Linked DNA regions of Zea mays: regions 2 and 3 are each linked to region 1. The links are chromatin contacts, called in public Hi-C maps. All regions are on one chromosome and are shown on one strand. Each heading gives the region's core, a stretch centred on a gene start, on an enhancer-like site or on the middle of the called end of the contact. The rest is flanking DNA. Distances are from core to core; before and after follow the strand shown.

Region 1 (2,947 bases), core at 62-2,561:
AGTGATTTCATATGGTATGTGGTTTGATGTGTGCCTTGCCTGGTGCCCAATTTAAGCTGACACCATTATTTGCAGCAATCAAGGAAGAAGAAGGACAATGACTTCTGGTACGATGTTTGTGGATGGGTGATCCTTGGCGCCGGCATTGTTGCTTGGGTTGGATTGGCAAGAGCAAGCATGCCTCCCCCGACGCCACCAGCCAGGTGAGAACTGATCGAGTGCCAAGAACGCTTTGCAAATGATGGCATGCCTATATTAAGGTGTCCCAGAACCTTCTAGGTGCTAGTGTTGTATGGAGAGGAGAGAGGTGTTTCCATACGGTTTGCTCAAATTTTCATGCTTGTTCTTTTCGAGCCTCATGTGCTGCTGGATAGTTTTGTACTTTGCTTACCTTGATACCGTTTTGAGGCAAAAAACATACAGTGTTGCGACTTTTTGCGTTCTCTATGAATACTGAATGTTCTCAAATGGTGCCATACATAAAGTGGACATGCTGTTCAACACCGCAAATAAATGTATGCTTTGTTTTTTTTTACGACAGCATGTAGAACTCTGGTGTTCTCAAATTTTGCTTTGTGTAATTAGCTGTAGAATTAGGTTCAACTTTATTCTAAGGATCTTTATCCTCCCGTCGTCATCGAGCCCGTTTGGTTCAACTTTGTTCTAAGTATCTTTTCTGATAATCTGTTTGTGAAAAGAATTTGAGTATTTTCTAGGTCCGGAGGAAAATAAAAGTGTTTATAAGGTTTATGATGTAGGTGACGGTTTTCTAGTATTGTAACGACTAGACCGATTCAGTGTTTACGTTGATGTTAGATGGTTTTGACAAAAGTGACTTTTATAGAAACAATCTAAAAAACTGAGCATTTGGGAGTCTACGGACTACGGTACATAGCTTCTCCGCTTCTCGTGAAGCTGAAAGCAGGGCCATCATCTCCCCGTACCCGTCGCGTACCCTACCAACGTCGTACACCTAAAACCCCGTCCGGGCCGGCCGCAGGTGGGCATTCCTGGAAGATCACGAAAAGGTGGCCTTGGCCCATGGTGGCGTGTCACGCGACGCGCTCGAGCGCGGGCTGATGATGCGTTGGTTGGTGCAGTAACTGCAGGGCCAGTCGGTCTCCTAGGACCTAACTCATGTTCGCTCATGATGGACGGACGCCGACGCGTGCAGGTGCAATGCAACCCGGGTCACGAACGACACCTTCCTCGGTACGAAGCACGATTTTCTGTCTGGCATATACACGGTACGGGCAAATGTTGTGTGGGCTAGAATCAGCAGCACGACCCATTACATAGCTAGCAGGGCTGCTGCTCGTGCTCGGGCGGCCCAATCAACAAACAATAGTTGGCTCGGTGGTGGCCTAGACCGCTAGGAGCCCACCAAAATACCACACCCTTTCGTCTGTTAAACACAAAACACCCCCTCCCCCGGCTCCGGCGGTGCAAATACCCTGCTTCCTAGTTCATAGTGTCGCGTCCTCTCGTTTCCACGTAGAGACGACGATGTGGGTCTCGGACTGGTCGAGTAGACCATGTCAAGATCGATGACCAGACGCCGCGTGCTCTGCCTGTGTTTCAACCAGGCAACCCGTGTCGTGTGCACATCTATATACTACTGGGCCTCGATGTCCTAGCTCGCTCTGACCCGGCACGCCCTCTCCTGTCCATGGCTGATGCACGGACAAGCGCGACTTCAAGGCTGGAGCCGTGTCGCGGCTCGGGGCGTACAGTAAGAGCGTGGTCGCGCGTAGGGGTGGGCACGGCTACGGAGTACGGACACGGATGATGCATGAATAGAAGAAAGCCAAATCAAGCCAAAGCGATGCTTCCTTCCTCCTCACGCCTGCTATGCTATGCTATGCTAGCTTTGCACGCGGGCGCGGCACGTTGACCCGATCGTAGGAGCAGGTTGCTGGCAGCAGCAACAGTGCCGGGGCGCCCGGCCGACCGGACGGACCATCACCGTGCACGCATGCATGGGCGCGCCATGGGTTGTTGCATCGGATCCAATCGGATTAGCACATGCCCCTCCTCGTCCTCGCTCATGCATGCATATCACCACTCCCCGTGTGGCCGATCCATGCATGCATGCATGGCATATAGTATATGAGTGCGTTGCAAGCAGCGTCCGATCCAGAGTGGTACCGTACACGTGGTAGTGATGAATAGCAGTGACCGATCGATCAGTCGTCCATCTCCTCCCGCTCCCCCTGTTGGCTGTCTGCTGCTGGCCCCTCAACTCACCTCACGTGATCGACTACGTGAGTGAGTGACGATCAAGCAAGGAAGGACCATGCATGGCGTTCCTTATCATCAGCAAACCATATTGATTGCGGCTTTTGGTCAACAAACACGTACTACGTTCCGCAGCAACAATAATATCCCCTACTTAATGAGGTGCACGTTCGTTCCCAGGAAAAACCAAAAAAAGATATATATATATATATATATATATATATATATATATATATATATATATATATATATATATATATGTGTATATATATATATATATATATATATATATATATATATATATATATATATATATATATAAAGACATACAGAGAAGCTATATACACGACGGTGTTGTGTAAACTCATCTGCACTAGCGTTTTTTAAATGCCAGTGCTAGAGGACAATAGAAAAAATTTGTATTTTAAAATTTGACAAATTTAGATGCAATTTTTTAGAGTCAAAATGATTTCACATAAAAAAAAGTTGGTAACTATAAAGTTTCTTAACTCTTAGAGATCTTTAACTTTTATGTTTGTGGTTTTTTCATACGAGGCCATTTTAAAAAACTAAAAAAATCAGGATGGACTGAACTGTTTGTTAACGGCACGGGATAGATAAACTCTTGCGTGACTATAATGCATGCATGCAAGAGGCCAAGAGGGGGAGTCCCAACTCCCAGCCAGCCGAGCCCCGACCCCGAGGGGCC
Region 2 (3,205 bases), core at 685-3,184, 630 kb before region 1:
ACCCAGTGAACTAATGTTTTGTTCAGTTTAACCCCACTCCATAATTTCATCCATTCTATATTTCTATTCTTTAATAATGTTTTTTATTTCTTTACATCAAGTTCAGTTTAATTTGATTTTTTTCCGAAGCGGTAGCTGACATAGTAATTTGTGCTAAAAATACATTATGATTTTTAAACATTATTTTGACGGGTTGTATCACCCAGTAAAAAAATTAACGCTATAAATATAAAATGATATAAAATATTATGATGACAAGTTTTGATACGAAATATAAAATGATACCTATTTTTCTCTTCAACAGCTTATCTATCTACATATTCATATTCAAACTTCACTCTGCATCTACAGTGCAAAAATAATGTTTTGGTTAAACTATAGGGCTCGACATGGTCTAAGCTCAAGAAAGACATGACGACAATGATTTAGTGGAGTCAAACAAGAGTGAAATGAGTGCAATATGAAGTGGTAAGAGCATTTTGGAGAGTGAGGGATGTGAACAAACTCAGACATTCCTCTGTTTATAGTATGAATTCTAGGGTTTTTTCGTTTTTTTATTTTTCTATTTTTTGAAATTCAAAATGTCGCGAAACAATCAGAAACTGTCACATTACAACAGACGGTCCGGATCAATAGCGAATGGATCTACAAAGTGCGGGTCATACTGACCGATATGGTTCCAAAATGATCAATATTGACTAGGCTGACTAGTTAGCCGCTCCACCAACTGATTGATCGAACCGACCAGCATTGAGGTCGGATCAGTCGATATTGCTCACCCGCTTCGCCATGTCAGAGGCATTGTGGATCGGCATTAAACTCAGCATAGTAGATTAGTGTACAATACCACACAAGAATCACTACGTCAACTTGAATCTTAGGCCCATTTCCATAACAAATTCTTTTAGCATTGATAGATTATAATATAACATCTCCATGAGCAGTTCTACGGTGGGATAGCGGTGGGATGTGTGGAGCTTGAGCCCTCTTATTGCTCCTGAGCCCATAAAGCGCTACCAAAGCCCCTCCTAAAAATAAAAATGTATATAGTATAATCCCATTATGTATTTAGGTTTTTTTTATCATTCATCAATTATTTAATATAATACTACTTAAACTATTGTTTATGTCTATTTTGAGTGATTTAGTGAGATTATATCGTTGTACCAGTTTAGTTTTCTGGCTCTGTCAATATCTCGCAGAGTTTATATGATCATATCATACAAGCCTTGTATACAAGCCATGTCTAGGGGATGTTTGGTTCTACTGACTAGAGTTTAGTTCATGTCATATCGAATGTTTCAATATCAATTTTAAGTATTAGATATAGTATAATTACAAAACTAATTACATATTTTAAGACTAAATGGCAAGACAAATTTATTAAGTATATCTAACCGATGATTAGAAAGTGTTTATTGTAGCATCGCATAGATTAATTAGAATTTATAGATTTGTATTATCATTTATTTCTCATCTATATAATTAGTTTTATAATTAAATTATATTTAATATTTACAATTGACATTCAAACATTGGACGTGAGAAAGACTAAACTTTAATGTTTGTTTGGGAGAAAAATATCAGAGGATTGGAGGGTCCTACTCCCAAACAGTCCAAAAGTGTCTTGGACTTTAAAAATACTCCGTTCAATGGTCCATGTAATTATCTGATTTCCTTGGTGTACTCCTATTGCGCAGTATCTGATTTAATACTCTGATAATCCAAAAGTGATATTATCAGAGGATTGGACTCATAATATTTTTCAATACTCTGATCCTTGAAAAGTTCATTATCTGATTTCCTTGGTGTACTCCTATTGCGCAGTGCAAGAAAACAGAGAAATATTATGAGTCGCCAATAGTTTTTGTGCTCGGCTGTTTCAGAATTAATAGCCCCCAAGATTTTTTTATTCCACGCCCGTTTCTAAAAAGGGAGAGTATGGCCGCCCCAGCGTCGCCGTACTGTTCCCAGTAAAGACGGCTACTCCTTCCCTCTCCCCCCTTCTCCCCCTCCGTCTTCTTCCCCCAGGGGCATCCGTGTTTTCACTTTTTGCTCCCCCACGTTGAACCTTGATCCTCGTGCTCCCTTTCTTGATTCTTTCTCCGTAGGATCTCTTGCTAGGAGTAGCCTGCCCCGTGTGCGCGCTCGCACGGACATGCTTGTTTCCGCGTCTTGAAAGGCGAGAAAAAGTGGAGATGGGCGCTTGCGCTTCGGTACACAAGGACCCGGGGCACCCCAAGAAGCAGTTTCTTGACTCTCCCACCAAGGCGAAGGCCGCCAACGGGAAGGGTGGCGGGGGCGGCGGTGTTGCTCCGGTTGGTGATGGCTTCGGTGATCTCAAGTCCAAGGTCGACGCTGAGGCTGAGCAGCTGCGGGCAGAGTTTAACCCCAAGAACCCGGATTCTGGTATGCGTGTTTGTTTCTTTGGTCTTTTTCTGAAGAGATGTTCCGATCTTTATCTTCCTATAATCAGTTACTGTAGTTTTTTGAAGTTCTTTGGAGGTAAAGAGCAGATGGGCAGTCAGCTCTTTATGTGAAAAGGAAACTTTTGGGTTTATTTATTCATCTTTTGGGCTTTTGATTTCAGGATTTGACAGCGAAGTGTGGTGTTATCATCGCATTAATCGCTTCTGGAGATCAGTTAGCTTTCTAGGGGTGGGTGATCTTGAACGGAAAACGATTTACGGGAGCTGACTGATTTTGGGCTCTTGTAATGGAAAAGGAGTTTTTAGTTGTTCCTAAGTTTTGTCCTTGAAAATGGAACACTTAATATAAACGAGGATTCTGTTCTACACAAAGTGGATTGCTCTATTGACTGCAGTCCTTCTACCTCGATGTTTGGTTAAGTTCCTTAGGATGCAGTTTTTCCCCTGTAAATTTGCTGAATGGATCCTAAATTGAACTAACACATGATCTTTGTTGCCAAAAAATCAAAAGCCTACTTAATGTTCATTTGTCCAAAAATCAATTGCTACCTCTTGAATCATCAACCTAGCAAGGAATAAATAATCGCTCCGTGTTTCTGTTTTTTCTTACTTATTTGATTAATCTCTTAGCTGAAATTCGTCAAACACGTATGCAAAGATTACTGTTTTCATGAAGAAGAACTTTATATGGAACTTAATTTGCAGGTAGCAAGGATGAAGTGTTCTTCGAATCTCGAGCCTGGTTAGATTCCGACTGCGAGGATGACTTCTACAGC
Region 3 (2,964 bases), core at 433-2,932, 690 kb before region 1:
AGTTATGTGTAGCCAGGGATACACCAAAGGAAATTCTAGTTTGCTACATCTACTGCATATAAAAGTTCCATCCAACTCTTCGTATAAATAGTGCTAGTAACAGAATCTGATGATGATTTAAACCTTTTCTATTTCAGGTTGTTCTTTATTACTGTGACAATCTATCAAATCTACATACAAAATAACTTTGAAGAATGGCTAAGGAACCTCTACATCCATATCAATTCATAAATATCAACCATAAACTCATAAGATCAAATCTAAAGCAAAATGGGAGGGCTATTCAACTCTGTCCAAAAGGTGCTGAATCAGCATTCTTGAATGCTACTACAAAATCAAACTTGATCAGTTATGCGACACAGAGTGCATGATGAATACTGTAGCAGATATTATGTGGGAAATTTCATTCCCATCCTATCCATGACAACAAGAACAAGGTGGACAGGTTTGGTAGACAATTAGCATTTGATTGTACAAGAGCAACCTGACAACCCAATCACCGGAGTAGTTTAACCATAACCAATTTCATCTCTAAAAAAATCAGAGGGTGTAGGAACAACCTTTTGCCCGCATCTTCCTCCAGAGGTCAAACTAATAGTATGATTCAGATAAGACAAAGATCAACCACCAGACCACATTAAAAAAAAGCTGACCCAGCCGGAGTAAAAAAAGCAGGGGTTAATCCAGCCTCCAGCAAAGTAGGAGACACAGACACGGTAATAAATGAACTGGAAGAGTATATCGCCTTCACATACAACGTGAACCTGTTCGCTTGCACAACCTGAACACAATTCTCCTCGAGTCCGTTCGCGGATCAATGACGAGAAATGGAATGGCACACATGTTAAGAAAGATCAGATCCTTTCAGCGCTTGACGCTGGTACGATTCGATCCCATCTTTGGTAATGGATGGATGGGTGAGTCATCAGTGAAAACAGGCACTAGAAACCAAGCGAGTCGGTAACGCTACAGGACGGCAGGTAGGACGGGATCAAGCAGAGACAGTCTCACCTGGTACCCGGATCGATCTCCCTGAGCAGCGCAGGATTGGGCTGCACGACCTCGCCGACGACGGCGCGCATGGAGCGATCCCCGACCCCCGCGGAGGCGACGAAGGCAGCGATGTCGAGCGCGGAGATCATGCCGATGAACCTGGCCCCCGAGGGCGGGTCGTCCGGCGCGGCCCTGGGGCGCCAGACGGGCACGGCGCCCTCGGGGCTGGCGGCGATGGCGCGCGCGGCGTCGTCGAGCGTGTCGGTGTCGTGCAGCTCGGCGACCTCGGGCTTGCCGACGGTGAGGTCGCCGACGACGTGGTGGAAGAAAACGGCGGCCATAGGGGGTGGCGGGAGGCGAGGGGAGGCTGGAGGCTATAAGAGGGAGTGGAGGAGGAGCAGGTGGAGCAGCAGGCTGGAGGGGCCGAGGCCGAGCCCGCCCCCGGCGGAGAAGAAGGCGACGGAGGAGGTGGGGCGGTCACCGGCGGCGCGGGTGCAGGGATCGCCGGCCATTTCGGTGGGAGGGAAAGCCCATTAAAAGCCGGGGCAAGGGGGGAATTGCGGGCGGCGGAGTCTGACGAGCGCTGCTGCGGAAGGCTAGGCCCTCCTTCTGATGAGCGAGCGATGGGCGGGGGCGAACGGGCGATCCGAGGGAGCGAGGCGAGAGAAACACGGCCGCGAGCGTCGCGGAGGTCGTGGTGTGGTGTGGGTGTGGCCCCGCGGTGGAAGAAGCTGGAGCTGGCAGAGAGAGAGAGAGAGCGGATGGGCAGCTAAAAGTCTTAAACGCCCTTTATTTATAAATCATCGTTTAATTTTTTAAAATCTTTTAACAGTTTTTCAATATCTTATGCGCAATAAAATTATCATAGTTTTCCAACTTCGACAATAAAGAACGAAATAGAAGATACTTTATATTAACATGTCTAATTAAAGAACCTATTGAAAGGAGTCTCTTGCTCTAATGAAGAGCGATTAAGGCCCTGTTTGGAGCCTCTTGTCAGTGGCTAATAATTAACCTATAAATAATTAGCTAGCAAAATTTAGCTAGAATATGCTTGGAGTTTTGTCTAATAGACGACCTAGCTTAGCGAATATGACGATGATGATGATTGGCTAAAGTTCTTACATACAGCGAACACACCGGGAGCTTTCGCTGTTCCAGCTTCGCGAGGTTGTTGTACGTTTCTCGCTAAACTCCAATCATTACAGCATTTCAGTTTCGTCATTACGTTGATCCGAAACGCTGCTGTTTCTGTTTGTCAGTTGTCACTGCTGCCGTGTTGGTTTGCTTATATAACTCCTTTATTTTTTTTCTAAAATGTCATTTAATAATGGTTGAGATAGCGGAAACCACCGCATTTTTAAGGCCATGTAAGCAATGATATTGTAGGTAGGTAATTTTTGCGCAACTTAATGATGAGGTATGAAAACAGTGTTTTTAAAATATCTTAGAAATTTTCATAAACTGGTTTTTTGTTTCAGGTTTTTTTGAAGCTTAAATTTATGGAGATGAATTTGGATAAAAGAAGCTAAAACAGACCTAAAATTCAAAGTGAAGGGCTTGAGATCGGCCGAGATGACAGCGGAGGATTTATAGTTGTACGACAGGCGGATCGGATCTGGCAAAGGTAGGACAAAATTGTGTACGGCGGAACGGAATCCGTGTTACTACTTGCGCTTGCGCCCGCCTCTCTCCTCCGTGTCCGTGTGTCCTTTACCGAACAGGAACGTGCAGTCTCTGTCTCCGTCTCCGTCAGATGAGAGGTGCGCGAGCTAGTCACCGGCAAATGACTCATCGCCTCCAGTTTGTTGCCCCGCAACCGCAATGTGTGAAAGCCGATTAGACCCTACGCATAGTCATGTATATCCTACGTGTTAGCGAATACAACTTCCCCCAACAAGAGGATCCAATTGATCTGGGGAAAACGACGCCTAGTTTGCACAACGACCTGCCAGGCGCCAGCCAAGAAAG

What was found. A called contact is a pair of places that touch in the nucleus more often than the background predicts.
Region 2: a Hi-C map of ear shows a contact between it and region 1, with 2.9 times the contacts expected there. The contact joins the promoter of LOC100382514 here to the enhancer-like site in region 1. A contact is called at or near these places in 2 of 25 Hi-C or Micro-C datasets (ear and endosperm).
Region 3: a contact with region 1 is called in a Hi-C map of endosperm, with 3 times the contacts expected there. The contact joins the promoter of LOC100191828 here to the enhancer-like site in region 1. A contact is called at or near these places in 4 of 25 Hi-C or Micro-C datasets (endosperm, leaf, leaf mesophyll and 1 more).

The regions. Positions count from the first base shown.
Region 1 is chr3:162,058,170-162,061,116 of Zm-B73-REFERENCE-NAM-5.0, reverse strand. It overlaps LOC100281827 (Mitochondrial import receptor subunit TOM20-4), which reads left to right. Exons shown (of 6, transcript NM_001368107.1): 6 at 76-431. The coding sequence ends at 207. Among protein-coding and RNA genes, the nearest start is that of LOC100281827, 6.4 kb to the left of the region's middle. Within about 2 kb of position 1,311, at least 19 of the 20 cell types and tissues checked have an H3K27ac peak or open chromatin away from gene starts, as enhancers often do. A contact at or near this core is called in ear, endosperm, leaf and 2 more, where this site is marked.
Region 2 is chr3:162,685,905-162,689,109 of Zm-B73-REFERENCE-NAM-5.0, reverse strand. LOC100382514 reads left to right here and starts at 1,934. Exons shown (of 3, transcript NM_001321444.1): 1 at 1,934-2,409; 2 at 3,135-3,205. The coding sequence starts at 2,199.
Region 3 is chr3:162,744,299-162,747,262 of Zm-B73-REFERENCE-NAM-5.0, reverse strand. It overlaps LOC100191828 (CBS domain containing protein), which reads right to left and starts at 1,682. Exons shown (of 2, transcript NM_001137252.1): 1 at 1,012-1,682. The coding sequence starts at 1,334.